Regions from separate parts of the Pan troglodytes genome. Here region 2 is linked to region 1. A link is a contact called in public HiChIP or PLAC-seq data. All regions are on one chromosome and are shown on one strand. Each heading gives the region's core, a stretch centred on a gene start, on an enhancer-like site or on the middle of the called end of the contact. The rest is flanking DNA. Distances are from core to core; before and after follow the strand shown. Region 1 has its middle 11 kb from the start of NTMT1. Region 2 has its middle 100 kb from the start of LINC02913.

What was found. HiChIP or PLAC-seq counts read pairs in DNA pulled down with a chosen protein or histone mark.
Region 2: an H3K4me3 HiChIP or PLAC-seq map of stem cell-derived excitatory neurons shows a contact between it and region 1, with 6 times the contacts expected there. The contact joins two enhancer-like sites. A contact is called at or near these places in 1 of 7 Hi-C or Micro-C datasets (stem cell-derived neural progenitor cells) and 1 of 1 datasets of contacts at active chromatin or transcription factors (stem cell-derived excitatory neurons).

What each region holds. Positions count from the first base shown.
Region 1 is chr11:8,855,555-8,862,003 of NHGRI_mPanTro3-v2.0_pri, reverse strand. No RefSeq gene overlaps it. Among named protein-coding and RNA genes, the nearest start is that of NTMT1, 11 kb to the right of the region's middle. Within about 2 kb of position 2,688, at least 10 of the 24 cell types and tissues checked have an H3K27ac peak or open chromatin away from gene starts, as enhancers often do. A contact at or near this core is called in stem cell-derived excitatory neurons and stem cell-derived neural progenitor cells, where this site is marked.
Region 2 is chr11:9,039,136-9,045,584 of NHGRI_mPanTro3-v2.0_pri, reverse strand. No RefSeq gene overlaps it. Among named protein-coding and RNA genes, the nearest start is that of LINC02913, 100 kb to the left of the region's middle. Within about 2 kb of position 2,639, at least 24 of the 24 cell types and tissues checked have an H3K27ac peak or open chromatin away from gene starts, as enhancers often do. A contact at or near this core is called in stem cell-derived excitatory neurons and stem cell-derived neural progenitor cells, where this site is marked.

The DNA.
Region 1 (6,449 bases), core at 1,439-3,938:
AAGGATCCTTTAATGAAATTTTAATGGGGAGTGCTGGGCCACCACGACTGCAGAATTTGTGTTCCAAACAATAGGATTTGTTTGAGTTATAATGCTAAGGTCAGGTGTTGGCTCCTTAACTTCAGGCAGGGAGAATTTGGGTTCCTGGCATAAAAGTAAGTAGGGATGGCTTTGGCCAAGAGCCCAAAGGTGGAGGAAGCCACGCAATTTGTACAGCAGGTCTCTACTTAGAAGAGGCATGGGGCAATGTGGGATTAACAGGAAGCAATGTATGAGGGTGACGTCCCGAGAGGAACAATATAAGGGGAGTGTTTGGAGGGGAGTTTTCTGAATGCCCTTTATGCCAACAATAGAGATTAAGGAGCACATTAGAGGTGTGGGGAACAATCTTGGCAGAGGGAAGGACATGAGCAAAGGTAAGTGAAGGAACTTCTTGCCATTTGCCATTTCGATAAATGGAGTTATCTAAATCCCTTAAAATTTGGTGGTCGAATGTGCCGTTTTCAGGCCAACGGTTGCCCTTGGCCTGAGGCCAGGCAGTATTGCAAAAGAATATAAGGCACTTTACTTTAATGTCCCCCTTTATACCGAGTTTAGAAAGGTTACAAATCAGGAAACCTAGAGGGGAGGGAGGAGTAATTTGAGATTGATTGGAGCCCATTGAGATTTGGCAAGGAAAGGCCAGGGGTGTCTGCCGTTAGACTAGGCATCCCCAGAAAAAGGGCAGAGATGGGAGATCCTCTCAAGAGGAGGTAGACTGAGGGGAAAGGTCAGGCATCCCTGAACATCACCCTCCCAAGGTCTCTGATGGTCCTAATGGTCCCCAGGAGACCGGGACTGCGGACCTGAGTCTCCTGGGTAGCACAGGAGAGACAGGTGGGGGCAAACCTTACTAATTAGTGTCTGGTGTTGGATGTTTTAGAGGGAACCAGCAAAGGACCTCTCAAACTGGAGCCGTGGGGGAGAAGAAAGTAAATTGCCCAGATCCAGCGGTTGGAGGCAAAATTCTGGGTCCGGGAGTTTTGAGAACCCATCCAGGGGTAGCCCTGGCCACAGCCTCGAAGTCCTCTCCGGTCACTCAATTACCTCATGCAAATCACTTTTAAAAAAGAGGAAGAGTTGAGGGACTAGGCGGGAAGCCAGAGAACCCTCAGGATCCAGGAATTAGCCAGGGATGAGCTGTCGGGGCCCACTGCTTCCTGGGTTGCAAGAGTTCTCAGCCCCAAGACTCATCCCGGGTTTTGGCAGCAAGTATTGGAATAGAAAGATGAAGGAAAGAAGAGGCAAGAAGGCAGTTCTACAGTGGAGATGGATTTATTAAGAGTAAACCTGAGAAGGGCTTCTGGCCAGCAGGCTCAGGAGCAAGCTTCTCATATAGCCTGAGGCTTTTTAAAGGGCCTGGTTGGGGAAGTGTGCTTTTTTTTTTTTTTTGAGACAGAGTTTCACTCCTGTTGCCCAGGCTGGAGTGCAATGGTGGGATCTCAGCTCACTGCAACCTCCGCCTCCCAGGTTCAAGCAATTCTCCTGCCTCAGCCTCCTGAGTAGCTGGGATTACAGGCACCTGCCACCACACCCAGCTAATTTTTTGTATTTTTAGTAGACACCTGGTTTCACCATGTTGGCCAGGCTGGTCTTGAACTCCTGACCTCAGGTTATCTGCCCACCACAGCCTCCCAAAGTGCTGAGATTAGAGGCATGAGCCACCGCGCCCAGCCCGGAAGTGTGCTTTGAGGAAAGATTCTATGTGGAGGAGTTGGGGAAGTGCTGGCTGGTTGTGACTGTTGGGGACTTTGTGAGGTTCTGTTGCAGTTACAGCCTTATGCTCTGTGGAAGCTATGGGCAGGGTTGACATTTGCGGACAGTTTTGAGACATGGAAACTTGATACTTTTAAGATGGTGGAGACTTGTGAAGATGGCGGCACTCTTGTCCTATTAGACACAGCCTGTTGGGGGCCCCTCTCTCTTAGCTCCTCAGGGGCCAGCATGGCCACCTCAATCCCACCAGCTTCGAGACCTCAACTTCTCTGTGGGCCTCAGCGTCCTCATCTGCAACTTGGAACAAAAACTCTGTCCTCAGCCAGCAGCCCTGGGGAGCTGGGAGAAACCAGGCAATCAGCCCACTAGGTGGGCAGAGGAGAGGGTTCCAGGAGACAGCTGCAAAGCCTCCTGGGACTCTGAGGACAGAGAATCCTGGGGGCGGGGCTGGAGCTTTCTAGGGGCTGCCAGTGGTTGAACCCAAGGGCCGAGGCAGCAGCTGGGGGCCCTCTGCAGTGAGGAGGAGGTCCCGGCTGGAGGTCGGGAGAGGGGTCACCCAGCTTTGCAATCTGATGGGCAGGGAGGAGAAAGAGGCTATGGTGCGCCTGCATGGGTGCATTGGAAGCTATAAGGCTCCAGTGCGCGGGGCCGATGGGCTCTAGGACCCTGGAATTCTCTCAGCACCCGCCCACACACTGACCAGTCCCCAAGGCTTATTACTATTGTGATCGCTATGATCGAAGGACCCCCTCTCCCTGTCTCCTGCGCCCACCCACAGCTGTCCAGACTGAGGGATGCGAGGATGCCCTCCAGGTGTCCACAGCTGGGGTTCTGGGCCAGGGATTACCAGAGTCTGAGCAGCCTTGGGGAACGCTGAGGCAGGGGGCCGGGGAGGAGGGCACCTGGGAAGAGGGTAGGGCGGGAGGTTTATGGGAGGCCCCACGGGAAGAGAGGACGCCTTTCCCTCCCATCCCCCGCAGGGAGGAGCTGAGGCTGGAGCCTGGGAGGGGAAGATGGGAAAGGCGCTCCTGGCAGAAGGAACAGCGTGTGCTAAGGCCGGAGTGAGGCAGTAGCTGAGAACCAGTTCTGTCTGGCCAAGGGGCCAGGAGGGAGGAAGAAACGGGTGGCGCGCAGGGCACCCATGGCAGGGCCTTGAATGCCGGGATAACTCATTCCTCGCTCCTAGCGCGGGGCTGGGCCGCCCTTGGGCCCTGGGGAGGGCGTCAGGCGGGACCCTTTGTCCCTCCCTCCGTCCCCTCCCCTTCACTCTCCCCTTTCTCCCCCTCCCGCCCCTCCCCTCCTCCTCCCCGCTCTCCCCGGCCCTGTCCCGGGAAGGCTGGACCGGCCCGCGGCGTGCCCTTTCAAGTCGGCCTCCCGGAGTCTCCGGAGCCGCCCGAGCGCTGGGGCCGCTGGCGCGGACTTCAAAGCCCGCCGCCAGATCCGGTTGCGGGTGGGGCGGGCGAGCTGGGAGGGAGGCGGGTTTCGGTGGATTCCCCTTTCATCCCGCGGCTGCAGCCGGGCGCAGACCTCGGGGAGGCCCGGCGCGTCCCCGCTGGGCAAGTCCCTGCAGGGCAGCGACCGGGAACGGAGGGCTGGGGACGCCACGAGGCCGCGCCGCAGGGCGGGGGAGGCCTGAACCCAGACTGGGGGCTTCGGACCCGCCTGCGCTGTGGGACCTCAGGCCAGCGCCTACCTGTCGCTGGGCCTCAGCTTTCCTAAATGCCCTACTCCCTGCCCAGGACTCCCCGGCACGGGACCTTTCTGGGGAGGGGCATTCGGGAACAAACAGTGGCCCTTGGACAGCTGAGATAGGAACAGGAAGCTAAGCTGGGAGCCCGGGCTCTCCTTGGGGTACCTGCCCGACCCCACCCATCCCACCGGAGAGGAACCGCTTCCTGCATCAGCCAAGCCCTGCCCGCAGTGTAACCCGTGGTCCAGCCTGGCCCTCTCTGGGCCTCAGCTTCCTGGAAGGCGGAGGGGGTGGCGGCTGAATGCCCTCCCTCCGGGTTGAGGTGTAGCACATCCCTTCTTGCCGTCCTGTTTCCCGGTCCCTAAAGTAAGGGTGGAGGGAAATGGCTCTCCCTTTCTGGTGTAACCATAAGGAAGTGGCTGCCTGACATTCTGTAGCCGTCCGCGTGCCCCATCCAAGCCCCACAGAGCCCTGTGTGTAGATTAAGAACATCCTTTTTTTAGGTGAACAGCCTGAGGCAGAGGGGGTGTCGCTTGCCCCAGGTCTCAGCTGGCAGGGAAACTGGGACTTGACACAGAGTTACTTGGGCTTTCCTCCACCTTCCTCCCTGCCCATGGTCCCCACTGATTGCAAAACAGACAGGGGAGGTGAGTCCAGGCTGGGAATTTGGAAAGCAGACACTGACATAACGTGGGGTGCAGGCGCAGGAGTAGTATCACCCCCGCTTTACAGACCCAGAAACGGACACCGAGAGGTTGCGAAGCCAGACAAGGGGCAGAGCTGGGTATTGACGCAGATTTTTGGGGCCCCAGAGACTTGAGGTTTAGCCACTGCCTCTGGGGTGAGAGGGGCAGGGCACTTACTGTGTGTCAGGCCCAGGCTGGGAAGCATCTTGATCAACACAAGAACCCCAGCTGGGAGGTGGTGGTGTAGGAAAGGGGTCCAGATCCAGACCCCAAGAGAGGGTTCTTGGATCTCTCGCAAGAAAGAATTCAGGGTGAGTCCATAAAGTAAAAGCAAGTTTATTAAGAAAGTAAAGGAATAGGCCGGGCATGGTGGCTCATGCCTATAATCCCAGTACTTTAGGAGGCCGAGGTGTGCGGATCACGGGGTCAAGAGATCAAGATCATTCTGGCCAACATGGTGAAACCCCATCTCTACTAAAAAATACAAAAATTAGCTGGGCGTAGTGGTGCGCGCCTGTAGTCCCAGCTACTCGGGAGGCTGAGGCTGGAGAATAGCTTAAACCTGGAAGGCGGAGGTTGCGGTGAGCCAAGATCACACCACAGCACTCCAGCCTAGCAACAGAGCGAGACTCCGTCTTAAAGAAGAAGAAGAAAAAAAAAAGAAAGTAAAGGAATAGGCCAGGCACGGTGGCTCACCCCTGTAATCCCAGCACTTTGGGAGGTTGAGGTGGGCAGATCACCTGAGGTCGGGAGTTTGAGATCAGCCTGGCCAACATGGAGAAATCCCATCTCTACTAAAAATACAAAAATTAGCCAGGCATGGTTGCATGTGCCTGTAATCCCAGCTACTCAGGAGGCTGAGGCAGAAGAATTGCTTGAACCCAGGAGGCGGAGGTTGCAGTGAGCTGAGATCGCACCACTGCACTCCAGCCTGGGCAACAGAGCAAGACTCCGTCTCAAAAGAATGACTACACCATAGAGCAGCGCTGAGGGCTGCTGGTTGCCCATTTTTATGGTTATTTCTTGATGATATGCTAAACAAGGGGTGGATTATTCATGTCTCCCCTTTTTAGACCATATAGGGTAACTTCCTGTCATTGCCATGGCATTTGTAAATTGTCATGGCGCTCGTGGGAGTCTAGCAATGAGGACAACCAGAGATCACTCTGGTTGCCATCTTGGTTTTGGTGGGTTTTGGCCAGCTTCTTAACTGCAACCTGTTTTATCAGCAATGTCTTTATGGCCTGTATTTTGTGCCGACCTCCTATCTCATCCTGTGACTTAGAATGCCTTAACCGTCTGAGAATGCAGCAGCCCAGTAGGTCTTGCCTCATTTTACCCAGCCCCATTCAAGATGGAATTGCCCTGGTTCAGACACCTCTGACAGTGATGCGACCATTGCGCAGGCCTGGGACCGAGACACAGAGAAGTGAATGGTGAGGCCAGGCACAGTGACTCATGCCTGTAATCCCAGCACTTTGGGAGGCCGAGGCGGGTGGATCACCTGAAGTCAGCGGTTCGAGACCAGCCTGGGCAACATGGTGAAACCCCATTGCTACTAAGAATACAAAAATTAGGCCAGGTACAGTGGCTCACGCCTGTAATCCCAGCACTTTGGGAGGCCAAAGCAGGTGAATCACCTGAGGTCAGGAGTTCAAGACCAGCCTGGCCAACATGATGAAACCCTGTCTCTAATGAAAATACAAAAATCAGCCAGTCGTGGTGGCAGGCACCTGTAATCCCAGCTACTCTGGAGGCTGAGGCAAGAGAATCACTTGAACCGGGGAGGTGGAGGTTGCTGTGAGCCGAGATCGCGCCACTGCATTCCAGCCTGGGCAACAGAGCGAGACTCCATCTCAAAACAAACAAACAAAAAAATTAGCTGGGCGTGGTGGCACGCCCCTGTAATCCCAGCTACTCTTGAGGCTGAGGCAGGAGAATCACTTGAACCAGGGAGGTGGCAGTTGCAGTGAGCTGAGATCACGCCACTGCACTCCAGCCTGGCGACAGAACGAGACTCCATCTCAAATAAAAAGTAAATGGTGGGCCCCAGTCTCACCAGAAGTGACTGAGTCAGAATTGGAACCCAGTCTGTCTGGCTCCTATGCCCCTGCACTTGATTTAGAGCTTTGCCCAAAGAGAGCTGTACTGCTTACCCACTCGCACCAAACACTGCATGGTTCCAGAGCCCTGGAAGGGTGTCTCTGCGTGGGGCCTAATCTGCCAAGAGGGGGCAGTTTTAACGGGCTTCCAGCATGATGCTGAATGTACCCAGGCTGGTGGGCTGGGACAAGTGCCCAGGTATCTAGCAGATGCCA
Region 2 (6,449 bases), core at 1,390-3,889, 180 kb before region 1:
CATGACCTTTCTTCCTTAAGACAAACTCAGAGCAGGCTCTGTTATTTATTTATTTATTTATATTTATTTATTTGACAGAGTCTTTCTGTCGCCCAGACTGGAGTGCAGTGACGCAATCTCTGCTCATTTCAACCTCTGCCTCCCAGGTCCAAGTGATTCTCTTCCCTCAGCCTCCCAAGTAGCTGGAATTACAGGTGCCCGCCACCACGCCCAGCTAATTTTTGTATTTTTAGGAGAGATGGGTTTTCACCATGCTGACCCGGCTGGTCCTGAACTCCTGGCCTCAAGTGATCCGCCCTCCTCATCCTCCTAAAGTGCTGGGATTACAGGCGTGAGCCACCACGCCCGGCCCAGGGTCAGTTATTACCCCCATTACTTAACACATAAAGAGGCCAAGTCTTGGAGAAAAGAACTCGCTGGCCCAAGGCTTCGCTGAGAAGGAAGGATTTGAACCCTAGCACTCTGGCGACAGTGGCCCCTGACTGACAGTTGTCCTGCCCCCAGCCCCAAACTTCTGATCATACAGATAATTCCACAGATGAAAGACTGGGGCAACCAGCACCTGAATGGAAGGCACAGCGCCACGGTCCCATCTAGGCTCTATCACCAGCTGGTGGCGCATCTTAGCCCCATCTCCTTCCCCTCTCCAGGCCTCAGTTTGCCCAACTGTAAAACAAGAAGTGGGGGTAGTTGGTCTCGGTAATCTCCGAAGTCCTCCCAGATCTGGGGTTCTGCAACACTGGGTGTCTACTGTCATTTTGTCACAAACTTTGCCCAGGGCTCCGACTCTCGCATCAGCTAAACCCTCTGAACCCACCACCACGTCTGCGTGGACGGTCAGCCTGTGGGGTGAGTGCTGGTGACTCGGCGTGGAGGGAGGTATAGGCCTGCCCGATGCCTGTCTGTATCTCAGGGCTGGGAACCTCTGTCTTACACTCCACAAGCGCTGGGGTGGGATGGGGTGGGAGTGGGGTGGGGTGGGGGTGGGAGTGGGGTGGGGATGGAGGATGCTCTTTCTTCTTGGAACCAGTGACTTTGGTTCACACATTCAGGGAGGGCTGTGCAACTGAGAGCGGCTGGTGCTGGGAACAGAGCTGAAGATCACTTTATCTTGAAAGGGCAAAGGTCTCCGTGACCAAAGGCTAACCGCATGTCCTTGGAAGAGAAAAAGAAAAAGAAAACATGAAACAGGCTAAAGGGGTCGCTGAAAGTTGTTTCCAAAACCTGGGTTGTTCACTAGGAGTTGCTTGTAAGTGTAAACATTTTTTTTTATTTTTATTTTTTGAGATGGAGTCTTGCTCTGTTGCCCAGGATGGAGTGCAGTGGCATGATCTTGGCTCACTGCAACCTCTACCTCCCAGGTTCAAGTGATTCTCATGCCTCAGCCTCCCTAGTAGCGGGGATTACAGGTGTGCACCACCACGCCTAATTTTTGTATTTTTAGTAGAGACTGGGTTTTGCCATGTTGACTAGGCTGGTTTCAAACTCCTGGCCTCAAGTGATCCTCCTGCCTCGGCCTCCCGAAGTGCTGGGATTACAGGCGGGCCGTGCCCGGCCAACATTTGTTTTTCTGAACCCATGGTATGGTGTGCACTGCAGAGGCTTTTTCCTCTGGCTTCTCTGTCCAGAGCAGCAACTGTATGCATTTGAGCTGATAATGTCCAAGAGTGGGGAGCTGAGTTAGGAACAGAATCACAAACTTTAATTAGCAGGATGACACTAACATCCCAGCAGGGGCTTGGGGGCGTCCTTCAGGCCCATCTGATCCCGGTGGACACCTCCCCACAGGACCCCCAATCTTGGGACACTGGAAGCCAGGCGCCCTTTGAGGGTGGAGGGAGGCCACCCACCTCCCCATGTGGCCAGCAATTGCATGCCCCGGCAGCCTGCCCTGGCTTGGTTCAGCAGGGCCCAGAATGTTCTGGTCTTTATCTGGTTTAGTTTTAAGTGCTTCCAACGGCAGCAGGGCTGTTCCACCACAGTCCCCAGGAAATTGGTCCGTGTAGGACGGAGCCTTCCCGAGAATGAAGTCATCTGTTCCTTTTTTATTTTTTGTTGCCTTTCTCCTTCAACGCGAGTCACCGGGCCTCTGCAGTCCCTCCCCGCGCCAACGCGCCCCGCCGCGGGGCCCGGACGGGCTGGCGGGGGAAGGGGCGAGGAGCAGGGCCCCGGGGTGCGCGGCCGCCCGACGCCCCCTGCTCTCGCCCTGCCCCCCGCCCCGGCCCCCGCCCGCCGCGGCCTGAAGGTGAGCTCCCGGGGGGCTGCCCGCGCTCCGGCGCGGCCCGCTCGGCAAACAATAACAGTAAATAACGCTCCCTTGTCAACGTAATAAAAACGGAAACGGTTACAATGTTTTTTAATAAGCGTCCCCCATCAATCTCCCTCCCCCTCGTCCCGGGCCGTGGGCACCGGGGAGGAGGGGGAAGGGTGGGGGGCACCGGGGCGCGCTGCTTGGGGGGCCCGGGGTGCAGGAGGAGGAGGACGCCCGGGGGAAGAGGGGAAAACACAGCAAGTGAGAGACGAGGGGGCGCGAGCGGCCGGGGTCACGCGCGCCAGCCGAGCCGGGAAGCGGCCGCGGTGAGTAACACCGTTGCCATGGCGACGTGGCCGCGAGGAACAGGAAGCGGCAGAAATAGCAGCCACCGCGGCCCGCGCCGCCCGGCCCCTCCCCCCAGCCCGTTGCCACGGAGACCGGGCCAGAGCGAGGCTGCGCGGGCGGCCGCGGCCTCCTGCGCCCCAACCCGCGCATGCGCAGCGGGGCCTGGCCCACGAGGGCGTCGCGGGTGTGTCCCGTCGCCGCGCCGGGGCCACCTGGACCCCCAGACCTGCCCCTGCCGCCCGCTCGGGTAGTGGTTCGGGGGCCGGGGGAAGGAAAAGCCAAATCGTTCCTTGTTTGCCTTTGGAAAGCCGCCCCGCCATTGTTCCGGGCGGATTCCTTGGTTTCCAGGCGCTGTAGGCCAGGAGAGGAGGGGGCAGGAACCCCGGCCCAGCGGTCCCAGACGTTTTCGAAGCGACAGACCCTGGGCCCATCGCGGGGACGCGGAGGGGACGCGGGCCAGCAGCCCCGCCCTCCGGAGCTCAGGCCCAGTCCGGGCTTCCCAGGCCCCGGGGCTGCCCTCCCGGAGCCCGACCTCCCCTGGGGGTGGGGGTGCTGCCCCGGGGCCCCCTTCCTGGGTTTTCTGGTCCTTTTGTTCAGTATCCCCCTCCCCGGATTGAACCAGCAAAGAGCACAAAGCAGAAAATACATCCTTGCCGCCCCCAGGCTCCCTCATCCCGCAGAAAACTCTGAAACAGTCCACACCCGTCCCAAAGTTGAGAGAAACCTGGACGTTTCATAAACAAAACCCGCCCTCCAGTAGCGTGTTTATGTGGAGGCGGCCTCGCGTGTCTGAGGCTGGGGTGTGTGTGCGTGTGTGTGTGTGTACGTGCGCCAGGGACACGCGATCATCTCTCAGGTGTTTGTGGAGAATTTTTTTTCTCTCCAGATTTTGTTTGGTTTGTTTTTAATAAGGGTCAGAGGTCTGGGCTTCTGTGGGGAAGGGGCAAGGGTCATCTCGGATGGCCAGGCCGGGAGGTCCTAGGGGGAGGGGTCGCGGGGCCTGGGCTGCCGGGCGAGGCAGGAGCGGGTGGGAGTCAGCGGGGACAGGCTCCGCGAGCTGCTCCTGGGGTATGGCCCCAGAGAGGACCCAAGCCAGGACTGGGATCTCTCTCCCCTGAGCAGGGCAGCTGTCATTTCCCCGGCCCCTGTCCTGGCCACACTGGCCAAGAGAGAAGGCAAGCGGAGTGGCCCCGGTCTCTGGGGCTTTCTGCATTGGAAAGGGGAGGCTTTTGTTTTTTTGTACAAGGCGGACTTCAACTTTCAGCGAGCAGGCTGACCAGATGGGAATGTAGACAGGGTGTGCGGGGAAGGGGGACCGCATGCTTCAAATCTCCTCCCTGCCACCATCGCCTAGCAGCCTGAGCCCCCACTGCGGCCCTGTGCTGGCTGAAGGGAGGGAGGGGCTAGGGCTGATGTTTCTTCTTCCCTCCTTCCCCCCCGCCCCTTTTCCAGATGTGAGAAAGGAACCCCGCCCTGCAGGGGAAACTTGTCTGGTGTCCAGAAGACTTAGGATCCACGGTGGGGGGCTGGGTGCCATATTGCCGTCTCTCCTTGAAGGAGAAGATGAACACATAGGGAGAAGGCGCCTGGGAGCTGTCGCTGCAGTCTAGAGAAGCCCCACCTTGGCCCAGCAGTAGCCTGTGCTGAGAACCGGGATTCCAGGACCAGACAGTCCTGGCGGTGGATCCCGGCTCTGCCGAAGCCACAGCTTGTGTATCTGGACAACAGGGATAGCGCAGTGCCCGTGTCACAGGTGGTGATGGCTCCTGGAGGTGGTGCACACAAGCTCGTGGCATGGCATCTGGTGCACAGTAGGTGCTAGAACATGGAAGCTGTCATTGGAGCTGGTGTGACCCAGGATGGCCACCTTGGGTCTCTGACACTCTGGGGCTGGCTGTGTCCCAAGGCAGGTTCATCTTTGGTCCAGCCTCCAGGAAAAGAGCACTGGACTGGGGTCAGGAGAAGCCGAGGCCAGGGGTTCTGCCACCAACCCATTGTGTAATCCGAGGCAAGTCCCTGAGCTGCTTTGAGCCTCAGTCTTCCCATCTGGCAAATGGGGATAATAATCACAACCGCCATTGATTGTGAACTTACTCAGTGCCAGGTACTCCACCGAGGTCTGTACATTTCCTTATCTAATTCTGCCCTCAAAACAACCAAGTGAGGTAAAGACCACGATGATCCCACTTTCACAGATGAAGGGGCAGAGCCTCAGAGAGGTGAAGTCACTTGCTGGGGACACAGCTGGAAGATGGTGCAGTCGCTGTCACACACCCCTGAGAGCGAGTGTCCAGCTGCTGCTCCTGTCTCTGTTGTTCCCCTGCCCTTCCTGCTCACCCCCTGTACTTTTCGGTGGCTCCGGCCACAGCCCTCCCTTTGTATTTGAACCCTTGGATCCAGCCATTCTGGAATCTTCTGAGTCTGGTGCAGATCCAGCCCCCTCAGTGGGAGACATCCTCAGGGGTAGATGGTGGCTTGAAGAAAGCCAGGTGGGCCCCACATGGTCCCCACAGTCAACCCGGCAGCTCACAGCTGATCTGCCATCCACCGTGTCTCCCCCTGCCATTTACACCGAAGGGTTGGGGTTCCTAACACACCCGGGTGGACGTGTGGCCTCCAGATGGTGCAGTTAATCCCGCTGGAAGCCGTAAATCAGCGAGATTGTCCCAGCTTCCCCTCCCCTCCTCCGTGCTGTCACCTCCAGAAGCTGGTGGGAGAAGCACCCCTCCAGCCCCGCCCTCCCGCCCCGGCCTTTGTTCCTGCTCAGTAGCCGGCAGGACATGGCCCAGTCACGGTCTCCACGGCCCACGTTTGAATCTCAGCCTTGTCACTGCCTGGCACGGTGGCTTTGGCCAAGCACTTCATCTCCTGTTATCCTCAGTTTCCTCATCCATGAAATAGGGTGGGTCACAGCACCTGCCTGATCCTAAAGATGGGGGCTGCTGTGTGTGAGCGCTCCACCCTGGACCTGGCTCCCGGGGGATCCTCGGATATGCTGCTGGTTATAACAAGTTCTTACTCTGGGTTAGGTGTTGTAATGCTTTAGCTTAGTGAATCCTCAAACAAGCACATTATGACCCTTTTATAGGTGGGGAAGCTCCCACTCCGAGAAGGGAAGTAAGTTGCCCAAGGCCACACAGCCAATTAGCAGAACTGGGATTAAATCAGGCAGGCCTGTGCAGCTCTAAAGACCTCGCTGTAACCTTAGGTTCCTGGCGCTCCCTACTGAGGCCCTCTGAGGCTCTCTACCAAACCAGCATCTGCAGTGACAGCATCGTTAGCCCTGCCTGGAGCCGTTGGGTTAATAGGTCCTTAATAAAGCCAGCAGAGGCGTCTGCAGCTTCGCAGGGCAGGGGCCGAGGGGCCAGGTGCAGCAGATGTGTCCTAATGAAAATATCGGGGGGGGAGGGGGAGGGGACCATGGGGTGAGCCGCCTGCTCACGTCTCCAGCTTCCTGACCTCTGTGGCTGAGTCACTGGAGGCCTCCAGGTGCAGGGGACAATCAATTCCATCACTCATTCCATCTATGCTGGCTTGCTTCCTTTCATCCGTTCACCCATCATCCATCCATCCATCCTTCCATTCCATCCATCCTCTCCCAGTGACTCATCCTCCCTCCCTGGCTTCCATGCATCCATCCATCCATGAATCCACTCACCCATTCCCTCCTTCCCTTCCTCCTTTCCTTGTCTCCTTCCTTCTGCCCATCTGTCCACCCAGTGTTTACTGAGCACCCATCTTGAGCCAAAGCCTTATGTGACGTGCCCAGGTTCCTCCCTCTGAGGGACTCACATTCTCAAAAGGATGCAAAACAACTAAGCCCAAGTGCACAGGGCACTAGGAGAGGAGA